2 separate regions of the Xenopus tropicalis genome follow, and region 2 is linked to region 1. Evidence: chromatin contacts called from public Hi-C data. All regions are on one chromosome and are shown on one strand. Each heading gives the region's core, a stretch centred on a gene start, on an enhancer-like site or on the middle of the called end of the contact. The rest is flanking DNA. Distances are from core to core; before and after follow the strand shown. Region 1 holds the start of hal.1 (histidine ammonia-lyase, gene 1). Region 2 holds the start of c12orf66 (KICSTOR complex protein C12orf66 homolog).

The links. Hi-C and Micro-C count contacts between places; a contact is called where the count stands out from the background.
Region 2: a contact with region 1 is called in a Hi-C map of neurula embryo, with 2.7 times the contacts expected there. The contact joins the promoter of c12orf66 here to the promoter of hal.1 in region 1. A contact is called at or near these places in 5 of 5 Hi-C or Micro-C datasets (brain, gastrula embryo, liver and 2 more).

What each region holds. Positions count from the first base shown.
Region 1 is chr3:57,121,664-57,128,459 of UCB_Xtro_10.0, forward strand. It overlaps hal.1 (histidine ammonia-lyase, gene 1), which reads right to left and starts at 2,270. Exons shown (of 20, transcript NM_001127093.1): 1 at 1,988-2,270; 2 at 1,121-1,181; 3 at 986-1,013. The coding sequence starts at 2,234.
Region 2 is chr3:57,280,842-57,287,264 of UCB_Xtro_10.0, forward strand. It overlaps c12orf66 (KICSTOR complex protein C12orf66 homolog), which reads right to left and starts at 4,140. Exons shown (of 3, transcript XM_002941253.5): 1 at 3,611-4,140; 2 at 589-877. The coding sequence starts at 3,947.

The DNA.
Region 1 (6,796 bases), core at 1,020-3,519:
TAATTGTACTTTTTTTTCCTATGTAGTAATAACTATAAAAAAATAATTTTGCCATACACTAGATAGATAATACTTCACCAACAATATACTCCTGGTCCTCTTGGTTGACAAAATAATTGCCCTTTTAAAACTTAAAAAATACTTAATGGCACCTAACCTTGGTGGGAGACTGGCCTCCCTTTCCAAGTTGAATAGCCATGATAAAGACCTAACAGACCCTCTGACTACTCTAGGCTACAAGTACTCTATGTTACAGTACTAACTGTAAGCTTGTATATTCATCTTGTATTTTTTGTCAACTGTAATATCATTATTGAACTTGAGTGGATTAAACTAAATAGTATTTTTGTAAGAAGCAATTCAGACAATTTTATAGTGTTTGCAAACTAAGAGACTCTTTAAGGGCATTATAAAACATCCTGCTAAAGTAGAAACATAATAGAGATAATTGGTCTATTCACAAGACAGGGCTGGTAGCAAACCACAGGTGGTAGAAACACAATACTGACTAAATGGAGACAAGGTAAGAGACATGACAATAGGCAGAAAACTAATGAAATTTTACTCAAAGACGACGGGTGGAACAGTGGACACAATTTGATCAGGCTGAGAATACTGAGATCAAGAGACATAAACAGTAAATAAATAAATATATAGGCGAATGGAGTAATAATGGAAACTAGGGCTTGGATTCCTGTTTTCATTATTTATTGTTTACTAATGCACTAACCTAGCTTGTTGCATACTATCTTTAAAACAGGACCAACCTGTGCCTACTGTCAACCCCCAGGAAGCAATTTCAATGAGAATGTGTTATAAAGAAGTTTCTATAGAACTTAATTTGTGAAACTTGACAGACCAGAGGGAGTCAGCAGTTTGTACACATTTAGACTCACAACATATTTACATGAAAACACTCTTATGTAAACTGAATAACCACCCTATTTAACATGTTAAAGGATAATGAGAAAGAAAAGCCACCTACCTCACTTGGCTCTTGGTATTTACTGTATCTATACAGATGTTAAAGAAAACTAAAATAACAACAAAAGCTTTATACAATAACCAATTATAAAACTAGAATATTTTGCTTATCTAAGTACTTTGTTTGAAAGGATACAGATGGGAGCCTTCTGGTTGTGATGGAATGAAATCTGGTGATGTAACATCATCTTCTACAACTGTAAAAAACAAACAAAACTGACTTATAACACTTTATAACACTTTATGTTTCAGTCATCATCAAACCCAAACACAGGACATAAAAATATCATATCAGAAACTTTTATCTCTCTTTTTTGGTGGGTAAATCTACAACATTCAGACCAGCCAGACGCACCGCATCCCTTTGCTTTCATACTTTATTTTTTGATTACTCAAGTTCCAAAGTTGTGTACTTTGCTTTCTTGGGGGCAGTGTAGCGTTGTTAAAGTGGGATTGGGGTAAAATGCTTTTTTTTGCCCTTTTAAGGAAAATAAACCACATTAACCAGTAGTTTTTCATTTTGCTTTATTTGTATAGAACAGGTCTAGTAAAACTAATCAAATACTACTAGCATTCGTGCACTATGTTATTCTGCTCAGGCAGACGTGGGCAGATTTATCAAAACATGAGATTAGAGTTTACCATGGAAAAACTCAACTACTTTCTATTCATTCCTATGGGAATTTTAGAAGTGTATTTATTAAATAGTGAACTTTAACTTTTACGTTGATAAATATACTTCTAAAAATTCCATAGGAATTCCATAGGTATTTCTCAATAAAGAATGTTATTGATTTCATGTTTTCAAGTTTATGTTTTCATAATCTACAATTGGTTAGAATAATTTTCTGTAATGAATACAAATACTGGGGATGCTTTGGGTAGTATTATAACATTTGGGGTAACAAAAGTAATACAGTGCACAGGCAAAATTAAGAAAAAGCATTTTTTCTCTAGATCAAGCATTTTTAAATAGGATAAGTTTTACATCTGATTTACTTACCAACTTCAAGAAATTCATCATTCTCCAAAACATCTTCTATTGCATCATCAAGATCAAGCAAGCCCAGACCTTTACACCTCCGGACACAGAACTTAACATCCTCAACACAGCTAAGAAATTCATTATCAGGCTTGTTCTTAATGTAACGTCTCAAAGCTTCTTTACCAAGCCATTTAATGGTTTCACACGCATCTTTACATGGAATGGTTAACCATTCTCCTCGCACGTGCACTGTGTATCTTGGCATTCTCTCTGGAATGAATACCTCTCTTGATTACAAGATTGTGTGCTATGTAGCAAACTGGTTTAGGAATCAGTCTTAAGTACTATGGGAAGGTAAGGCTCAGCTAGAACTGTAGATCCGCCCTAATAGCACACTTGTAAAAAGTCCCACCTTATTTGAATGAAAATGGACTGTTCTGGGGCAAGGCATGGCCTCCTTCCCAGAATCCCTCCTTTTTTAAATCTGTCCCAGTTACAATTAAACTTGGAGGCATACTAGCTCATCTGTTTTAGAGGTCATATATGGGATGGCGGGGGGGGGGGAGGTATGCAAGGAGTAAATGAATTTTTATGTGTTAAAGATTTTTTGTTTGAATTTTATCAATATATGTAAAAAAAATATTTTGTGCCTATAAAATCCTATATAGTGTTGCCTGTGACTGAGATTTTGGATGCAGCAAAGATATGAGGTGAGCTCCCAGGCATCACAACTTATGTACCAGTTCAAACCGTTATGCTCTTCTGTAGTTAAAACCAAGGTGCCTATAGGTGGCCATACACGGGAACATTTCAGCTGGTGATTCAAGTCTTTTACATCAATTTTAATCAGAAAAATTCTATGGAGATTGTTATTTCTTGAGCTAAACAGGGAAACTAAAGCTACCCTATATTTGGCCCTTGCAAGGTAGATAATTAGATTACAAGTGCATAGAATAAACCCTTGCATAAATTACTTCTTATCTGTAAGCCAAAAATAGTCTCAACAAAGACAGAATGAATTCATTATATCTAATTAAACTAATTAACTAATGAATGGTAAGATAACTGTGAAAGCAAAATAATGACATCAAAAATAACTAAAACAAAAGACAGGATGTGTATTCAGGGCCAGGTCAAGTCAAGCGGGCACCCTAGGCAACCAGTGCACACCCCCCCTCTTGTGCGCAAGCGGGCACATGCACACAGGTGAGCAGGAAAAAGGGTAAGAGAGTGCAGGGCTTCACCAAAAGATCCTGCATTAGATCTTGCAGTTTTTTTTGCAGAGCAGGTACTCACTGAGCAAATCTTCAGGCAGAATTCTGCCATAATTGCCTTACGCATTTCGTGTTCACACGTAATCATAGGGAGCTGAGCCTCTCTTCCTTAGTGGTGAGTTGTTGGACATATCTTATCATCTTGCATATTAGATCTTCCAGTGCCCAAACTAGTGGAGCACAAGCAGAAGAGGTACTTGCCCAGCGCCCCCCCATCGTTGTGCCCTAGGCAAATGCCTCATCTGCCTACCCCTAGTACAAATGCCATATTACATATGCACCAAGCCCTTGGCAGAGATGCAAATTTCCAGGTAGTAGGCTGCAGCAAGCATTTGAGTAAACAGACATTTTTTCCCCCTTTTGTGGTGTCTCCTTTCTGAAATTCCCATCCTAGGCCTTTACCCACAGGCCCTATAGAGTTAATAAGTCCCTGCCTACCATACATGTTATATCACAGCCACCTTTCCCATTGCTACAATATATGTGTTCTACAAGTCAGGTTCAGGGCAGTCACCCTTTCTTGGACCACGAATAAAGGGGTAAGAATTGGTTATTATATAAACATGGACATTTTCCTACCTATGTTTATATAAACATTGTACATTTTCCTACCTAAAAATATCTCTACTACTTTGTCTGAGGCAGATAGATGATCAGTTATGCAATCATTTGTACTAGGTCGATAAAGCTTTGCACCAGGGATCCTGGCATAAGTATGCAGAGGCCCAAACAGTGCCCCAGCCCAATAAGCAGTAACTGTCTATAGCACCATACAGCAACCCCTCTGGCATTTTCCAGAATCCACAAATTAGCAGTTTAGGCATGGCAAATGCCAGTTTAAGTGTATTGCAGCTAGAATAGAACTATATATTTGTTTCGATGAATAAACTTCTGATATTTTTCTTGTAAAGAGAGCACAATTTCATGGTACAGGTTTGCGACCTGTTATCCAGTATGCTAGTTTTTTTTTGGATAAGGGATGTTTCCATAACTGTATGCTATAATTCTACTAAAAATCATATTAACATTAAATAAATCCAATGGTTTTGCAGCAAATAAGTAGTTAGTTCTATTATTACAGAGAAAGAGGAAATCATATTTTTTTTTTAAAAAAAATTGATATTAATGGAGTCTATAGAAAATGGCCTTTCTGTAATTAGGGTCGTGCACACAGGGAGATTAGTCACGCTGCGGTAAATCTCCGTTGTTGTGGGTGACTAATCTCCCTGCAATGCCATCCCACCGGCTAGAATGTAAATCGCTGGTAGGATGGCATACGCGGCGCCGTGAGAGGAAACTTAAGCCTTGAGAGGAAACTTCAGCGACTTTGGCAAATCGCGATGCCGCGTATCCCATCCCACTGGCGATTTACATTCTAGCCAGTGAAATGGCACTGTGGGGAGATTAGTCGCCTGATACAACAGAGATTTGTCACAGCGCGATTAATCTCCCTGTGTGTCACAGCCCTTAGCAATTTTCAGGATAATGGGTTTCTGGGTAACGGATCCTATATCTATTCATTTTTTTATCTCACCTAAACAGAAGTTGCAGAGTGTTGTCATTGCCAGCAAAGACATCTGCAGTGTGCCAGCCCATGCCTAGACAGGTGAAGAAAGACATCAGACTGCTAACAGGCTATGGACTTTCAAGTTAAGGTCAAGATCTTCAAATCCTTGCTTCCTTTACTAGAAGCCCATAGAGCAATCATGGCCAAACTATGTGACTCTAGCTGTTACTTAGCTACAATCCATAGTGTGCTGCAACATATTTGGGGTTTGGCTCTAGTGACAATATTGTTGTAAGCTCTGCATGCAGGTACCTTTACAGCTCTCTAAGCTGAAGTAACCAACCAGTGACTTGAGGGGAGGGGGCAATATGGGACATAACTGTTCAGTTATTTTGCATTTGAACCTGAATATGGGTGCACCCGGGACTGTAGGGGAATATTTTTTGTATTGGGGTGTTGACCTTGCAAATATTCTGCCAAAGAGGGATTTCTATTTTTATTTCTAGGCATCAGTATCTTTATGTAATACTGTATAAAAAATCCTAATTTTTAAATGATCTGGAAATTATATTTTTCCTTATGTTTTCTAATGCACCTAATCTAGTGGTATAACTACGGAGAAAGCAGACCCCCTTATGGAGGGGGAAAGGGCATAGGGGAGCCTGGACCATGGGATCTGCTTTTTCTATAGCCACTCTACAGCTAGAAAATGTGTGTGCCCGCTGCAATCTAATAAAAAAACTTTTACTGGACAATTCCCATTCCATTATTAAAAAATATTCCACAGTATATTCACAGTTGCAATTTTTTTTAAAAACGCATGATAAATCTTCTAGAAGTGTGCACTTCTTTCTTTCTTCTCCCAACCTCAGACCTCAGGGTGTGTACATTTACTTTGTGTTGCACATTTGCACGTGCACACACACCCTCTATGGCAGTGATCCCCAACCAGTGGTTCCTGAGCAACATGTTGCTCACCAACCCCTTGGATGTTGCTCTCAGTGGCCTCAAAGTTGGTGTCCATTATTGAATTTCTGGTAAGGAGGCAAGTTTTGGTTGCATAAAAAACAAGTATAATTGCCAAATAGAGCTGTCTGTAGGCTGCCAGTCCAAATAGGAGCTACCAAATAGCCAATTATAGCCCTTACTGGCAGCCCCAAAAAAGTTTTTCCATGCTTGTGTTGCTCCCCAACACTTTTTCCATTTGAATGTGGCTCACGGAAATAAAAGGTTGGGGATCCCTGCTCTACGTCAAGAATTTTTAAGGGAAGTAATAATGGTTATCAGCCGTCTGACCAAGATTTGATTTAGAATCTTGCCTATTGTAATTTTAAGGGGGGTCAGGGTGGGACTGGGTTGGCCCTGTCCCCACGTGGGCTCCGCGGGCCCAGACTCACCTGGGGGTGTTTTCCAGTCCCTACAAACTCTTCACAGCTATCACATTGAGCTACATCTAAACAACCACTAGATGGCATTGTTTATCATACGCTATTTACTGCTACTTTTATTTTAGACTGATAAAAGCCAATTAACAATAATCTTTGTTTTAGAGAGATGCAGGTGGACAAATCACAATGATCAGAACTTTAGGATCACTTGAAAAATGCAGCCCTATACACTCTATGATTAGTTGCCAGTGGCCAACCAGGTTATCCATTTTGGGAAAATAACTGATATGACTGCTACATTGGAAGAGGCAGTATGCCAAACTGATCAAATTGGATGACCATGTTGGCTCTTGCATGGCCAGCTTTAACCACCTTTATAGTTTCTCCTTTATACGTTATTATTTTATTATTATTATTATGCTCTCTTTTCCATTTTAGAGAAAGGCAAGAGATTCTCTGCACTACATTATTTTAAGCATTACCCTCACTGATACTGACTTTCCAGCTGTGCTGGCCTACCCTTCCCTTTATTCTGACACAAATGATGCTGCACGTATATACAACATGATGTTGGGGAGGGGCAAGCCAAATAAAAAGCACATGCGCTCAAACATAACTGGAACATCACTTATTTTAGATCTGCCACACTTGCCAATGC
Region 2 (6,423 bases), core at 2,890-5,389, 160 kb after region 1:
TATGCGTGATGTAATATAAGGAAGTAAAAAAGCAACTGTAGCGTTTATAGGAGTTACTGATCTCTCCCCCTGCTACACAGCCATTATTTCACTATTAAAGACTTTTTCTAACAAAAATCTTTAAAAGTAGCCTTTATAAATGCAGCACTCCTATGCATATAGGATAGATATTATATATATATATATATATATATATATATATATATAGAAAATAAATAGATGCCGCACTCACAGGTCTTAATGAAAAATAAAGAAAAATTTATTATGTCAAACTAACGTTTCGGCTGACTCCACAGCCTTTCTCTTTGAGAAAGGCTGTGGAGTCAGCCGAAACGTTAGTTTGACATAATAAATTTTTCTTTATTTTTCATTAAGACCTGTGAGTGCGGCATCTATTTATTTTCTGTACTACACCATTTTATATACTGCACCCAGGCATCTGTGACCTTTTTTTGACGTGAGTGCCTGCTTCTCCTCTTTTTGATATATATAGATATATATATATAATAGCATTTGTGCTTGTAGCATATCAAACAATCAATTTCTTGCTTGTTGTTTTGAGGCTAGATGAAAACTTAAGATACTAACCTTGAGCTATACTTCTTTAATATGGCTTCCAATATACTAACCAGCTCTTCTGAGTTAATAAACTTTTGACTGCTTAAAGTGTACATTTTCTCATAAAAGTCTGCAATTTCCATGTGAGCCTGAACAAAGTAGCAGAGCTGTTCTGAAAGGTGAGAGAGCAGTTCTTCCAAATGAGGAGCTGTTCCGCCAACTGCGTTCCTGCCAGTGGTTACAACCTTCTTCAGTTCATTGTACAGTGAGGTATAGTTAGTTCTGATGGAGTCCTTTCTGCTGAAAAATGACTGGCCACCTGAGAAGGAAACATGGTATAAACATGTATAACATGTATAAACAGTAATTGCTGCCTAGGCCTGGGATGGATTATCATTCAGTTAGACAAGCAAACATTAACACTTCCACTATTAAAGAAACAATTCCCTATGGGAAAAGCCCTGCAAATCACAGTCACTATTCTGACAAGGGCAAAAAATATTTACACAGCAGACTGTAAGAAGGGAATGCATTTGTGGCAGTTTGCATGCAGCCTATTACTGTGGCCCCTGAATCATTGCTGACAATACACATGGGTTCTCTGTAAAGAAAGAATATCTAAAATTCACAGGATAGTCACAATAAGGTTTTAACACCTATCAGGACTCAACAATCTAGACCAGTGATCCCCAACCAGTGGTTCCTGAGCAACATGCTGCTCACCAAGCCCTTGGATGTTGCTCCCAGTGTCCTCAAAGCAGGTACTTATTTTTGAACTCCTGGCTTAGAGGCAAGTTTTGGTTGCATAAAAACCATGTGTACTGCCAAACAGAGCCTTCTGTAGGCTGCCAGTCCACATTGGGGCTACCAAATAGCCATTCACAGCCCTTATTTGGCACCTCCAGGAACATTTTTCATGCTTGTATTGGCTCTCCAACTCTTTTTACATTTCAGTGCGGCTCACGAGTAAAAAAGGTTGGGGATCACTGATGTAGGGTGTAGAAGCCAAGATACCTGCAGCAAATAATTAGCTAGTTATGAAAACTAAGGTTATAGAGGTACTTCCATAATCTAACTGCTACTTGATAGCCTGATGAAAGATATGATATGTTTATATATATCATTAACTTTTTATTTTTATCATTGTTTTTTAATGTCAGAACTAGGGATGCACCAAATCCAGGATTCGGAAATTCGCCAAAGATTCAGTCTTTTTCAGCAGGATTCGACCGAATCAATCCTTAAAATCACGTGACTTCGGGTTATGTGAACATGGAAGTAAAACAAATTTTAATTGTGTGCTTCTATTTCACCCTTCTGTAGCCTGATTTACATTTGCAAATTAGAATTTGGTTCGGTATTCGGCCGAAGGATTCGGGGTTCAGCCGAACCCAAAAATAATGGATTTGTTGCATCCCTAGTCAGAACACCAGTATTTATGCAATACAAACCTAAAAGGATTTCAGCATGCCGTGGCAGTTGGGTCAGAGCAAATCTAAAAGTTAGTTTAAACTGTAGTACAATAGAGGATGCTAAGAAAGTTTCATTTGAACAGGAAAAGCATAAACGCTGATCCCAGTTTTCTGCTTCTTTACAACCAAGATATATATTTATGCTTTGATCCAATGCTGCCACCTACTGGTGCTACACTAATATACACCCTTGTCCCAGATGCAAAATATTCTGTTTTTAATTATTCATTTGCCATATTACTATAATGTATCTTTAACACCACTGACAATAACTGACAATTCAGGCTGTACAAGTTGCTGCATTGTATAGCTAATATGGATTGCTATCAAGCATAATGTAGCATTAGAACAATACTACCACTTATTTCTGTGCTGTAAATCTTATACTTAATTGAACAAACCCAAAATAGCCAGTAACATCACAAATTAAAGTTTTGGTATGGATTTGAAGGCAAAGTCCTCTTAAATTGCACTGGTTAAAAAGTTGTGTTTGCTTTAAGCTCTGGTTTATATAGACAAGATAGTATGTAGCCACGGGGACCATTCCATCCCAACAGGGCTCCCATATTTGCGTAGTAGACAGAAGATACACAATATAGAATACAATGGTTTTAGTGCTTATCAGATATCATTCTTGACTCTTTACACACCTATGGGACAAAAATCTCTCATAAAGGGCAATGACAGGGTGCTTTGTCATCTGTGGGAAATCGCTTCTCTTGCGAGCAACAAAGCGCCTGAAAATACTTGCCCCTCCACAATCATTTGAATCACGGCAAGTAAAACACTTAACATGTGGTATTTCAAATGAATGCAGAAGGACAGGTACTTTTGTGCACTTTGTCGCCCACTGGAGAGGAGATTTCCCAGAGACAACAAAGCCTCCATCTGTCACTGCCCTAAAAAAGGACTTGTTCTGCTGAGACATATTTTGTTTGCAGGTGCTTAGCAAACAGATATAACATTTAAATGTAAATAAAATAATATACTTGATAGTGTTACTGGCACTATAAAAACCCTTTTATGCTGATTAACAAAGCATGCATTTTATGCTATCTGCATTGCCCTGCAGCATATGCCCACAGTATAGTTCAACATAAGCACAAATAAAACTTATATTGAAACTGTGTACAGAATTTTGAAAAATGCCTTGGCTTGCATCCCTCTGGTTTGACTGCGTATTTATTTGGGCAGCAGCTGTGCGCTGAGGGGCACCTGGGTGGCTCCGGGGAGCATTGGCAGAGCAGTGACAGCACAAAATATAGAAACAGGCTGCTGCAAATCCCCAGGCCTTGCTGCAAATGGCAGGCATTTAAAGGGAACAGAAAACATGCAACAAGTTGGTGGGATCAGTTGATTTTTATAGAGCTGTGGAATGAAAGCTCTTGCTTTATTCCCCTAAATATCTATTGTATCTGACATGGAAACAGAAACGATCCACTGAGCCTATGGAGCCTCCTGTATTCCTATGCTTGATCTATACACCTTCCTACTGTACGAGCTGCTGGCACTTTCTATGAAATGAATACAAATAATAAGACAAAGCACAAGTATGTAGCCTAAAGAGAGAAGGAGATTACCCGGCTTCTGCCCCAGGAAGCTCATGCTATGGTAGGCTTTCTCCGCAGCAGCCAAATGTGCCAGGGCAGCCAGCATTAGGGACCAGGAGGCGCCGGCGCTCTTGTTGCCTTCCTTCTCCTTCTCCACATGGTCCTTGGCTTTGTCATAGGAGAAGTTCCCGAGGTGGGAGAAGAAAGTGTGCAGCACGTTTTGCTCCGCGGTGACTTGTGCGGAAGTCAGAGGTATCATGACCGAGCTGGTCATCAGCAAAAGCTCCGCGTCCTCCTCTTCCTCCTCCTCCAGCAACAAAAGGCCCGCGGCAGCCGGAGCATCGCCTGGATCCTGGGGTACCACCATGCAGCTCTGGGATGCGATGAGGCGCTCGGCTGTGGGCAGGGCAGGCCGGCCGCTGGGCTGCTGGAAGGCCACTTCCTGACAGCTGCTCTCCGTGTTTACTGTTTGCACTGGGCACCGGAAACCGGCTACCGGGCATGCGCAGGGGGAAATAGCGCAGCCAGACCGGGGAATAAGCCTGACACCGGAGCCAGCCTGCGGTCTTTCTCCCGCTGGGTGCAGGGTACAGTCCTGGTTTACTTGTTTTAATGTATGTAAAACCGAACTGGTGGGGTGCTAATGTCTTCTTAGGGTAAAGAATTCTCTTCTATAGTAACCACATAGCACGGCTCCCCTCACTCCTACTACAAATATGGAATCTACTCTTTAAATCAAGTACACAGAGGCCCAAACAGCTCCCCACCAGCCCACTAAATAGTGACTGTCTATGGCATCTTACAGCAGCCTCTCTGGCAGAATCCAACGATTGCCAGTCTGGGCCTGACTGCCATTCTACAGGTATCTTACTTGCTTACCCTGTAAATATGATAGGTTACCTGATGTACTAGAAAAGGAGGCATCCCTTTCCTTTCCATAGAGACGCAGATGATTTAAAAGCAAATTTGCATTTTAAAACAATTACATACTTAGCCAGATGTACATTGGGCTGTTTTCAAGCACAATATCCACAGTTCTAACTTAATTTTACTCTCCGAAATCATAGTAAAGGCCCAGGGTAATCTTATTTTACATGCAACTTTTGTTTTCTTACAAAGTCACAAGCAGTACAATTGATCTTATTTTAATTTACCATAATTGTCAAACGGTATGAAGAAACTAGAAAGGGAAGTTTTAGAACAAACTTAATCTTGGTTTGAAAAAAGCGAAGGCACTGAATGAAATCTGATTGGCTGTTCACAGCCCTGCCCACTTTTGGGCATCCAACAATCACCATATTTTCATTCAGGCTGACCCCATGACTATGTTATTCAAGTTTGGGGGGTGTAGCTTCAAAGCTGTAAGGTTGGCAGCAGTTTGAAAATCTTCCCTGTCAAAGTCAATGGAAAAATTGGGGGGTTCGGAGCGGCACCACAATAAGATGTTGCCAGTAATTGGGGTAAGGGAAATCTTTTAAATGGTGCATAGAGTCAAAAATCATAATCCATATGTGTTTAGACACAATGAAATAAATTTGCTATATAAACCCATTACAATTTACATGACCGGAGAGTGAAAACCCACCCAGGAATACAGAGCTCCAGTTAGCTGTGTTTTAACCATTTAAACTGCTTTGCCATCTGATTTATTTAGAATCTTAAGGCTGATGCCACACGTGGCGTTTTTACGCTGCGTATTTTCTAATTCTCTCGGCAGCTGAAAAACGCACAATATCATCATCCATAGAAATAAGTTGAAAAGACTCGAGGCAAACCACACAAAGCGTAAATACGCTAGAAAACGCCTTAGCATGGATTTTTCAAGCGTTTGCCAAAATACGCCAGTATTTGCACAGCAAGCTATTCCTATGTATACACAAAGGCAGCTGCCAGACCTAGCGGAAATACGCTGCGTTTTTCACTATTTCGCACTATTAGCACCATGGAAACGGGATTTGCTAAGTCACCAGTACTAGGCTGAAAAACACCATAGTCAGGGGCTGTGTGGCTTGTGTGGCGTTTTTAGGCTGAGAAAATATGCAGCGTAAAAACGCCACGTGTGGCATCAGCCTAAGGTCCCCCATACACGGGCCGATTGTAGCTGCTGATATCAGTCCCTTGGACCAATTCGGCAGCTAATTGGCCCGTGTAGGGGCAGAAACAAGGGGCCTGGCCAACCGATATCTGGCCTGAAATTGGCCAGGTTAGAAAAATCAGTTGGATCGGGGACCGCATCGGCTTGTTGATGCGGTCCCCGAACCGACTGCCCCATTGCCGCAGTTACCCGATATCACCCACCCGTAGGTGGGGATATTGGGTGAAGATCCGCTCGCTTGGCGACATCACCAATTATTTCAAATGTAGTTTTAAATTTTATTTTTTTTTTGCCATGGGGCTCTGAGGTTGGGGGGGGGAACCTTGCCTTACGCCCCAAAAAACAGCCTTTCAGTAGACTCTGCTTTTTTTTCTAGTAACAATCCTAAAGTAGTCTTCTTGATAGTGAGTATTTTGAAATAAAAGGAGGTTAATCAGAATTGCCTTTAATTAATGGCATGATTACGAGAAGGCTGTTAATGTGGCATAAACTTCAAGGCAGGAGGGTCAAAGGGTCCTCCATCCACTTTCCCTGATCTGCAGCTGCCAACATTATATATTTATGAAGAGTTCACAGGGGGTCACGCTGAGTGTCCTTTATTAATTAATTGATCATTGAAACTTGGCAGTAGCGGCTGCATTTCCCACCCTAGGCTTATACTCGAGTCAATAAGTTTTTCCAGTTTTCTCAGGTAAAATTAGGTACCTCGGCTTATATTCGGATTGGCTTATACTCGAGTATACGCGGT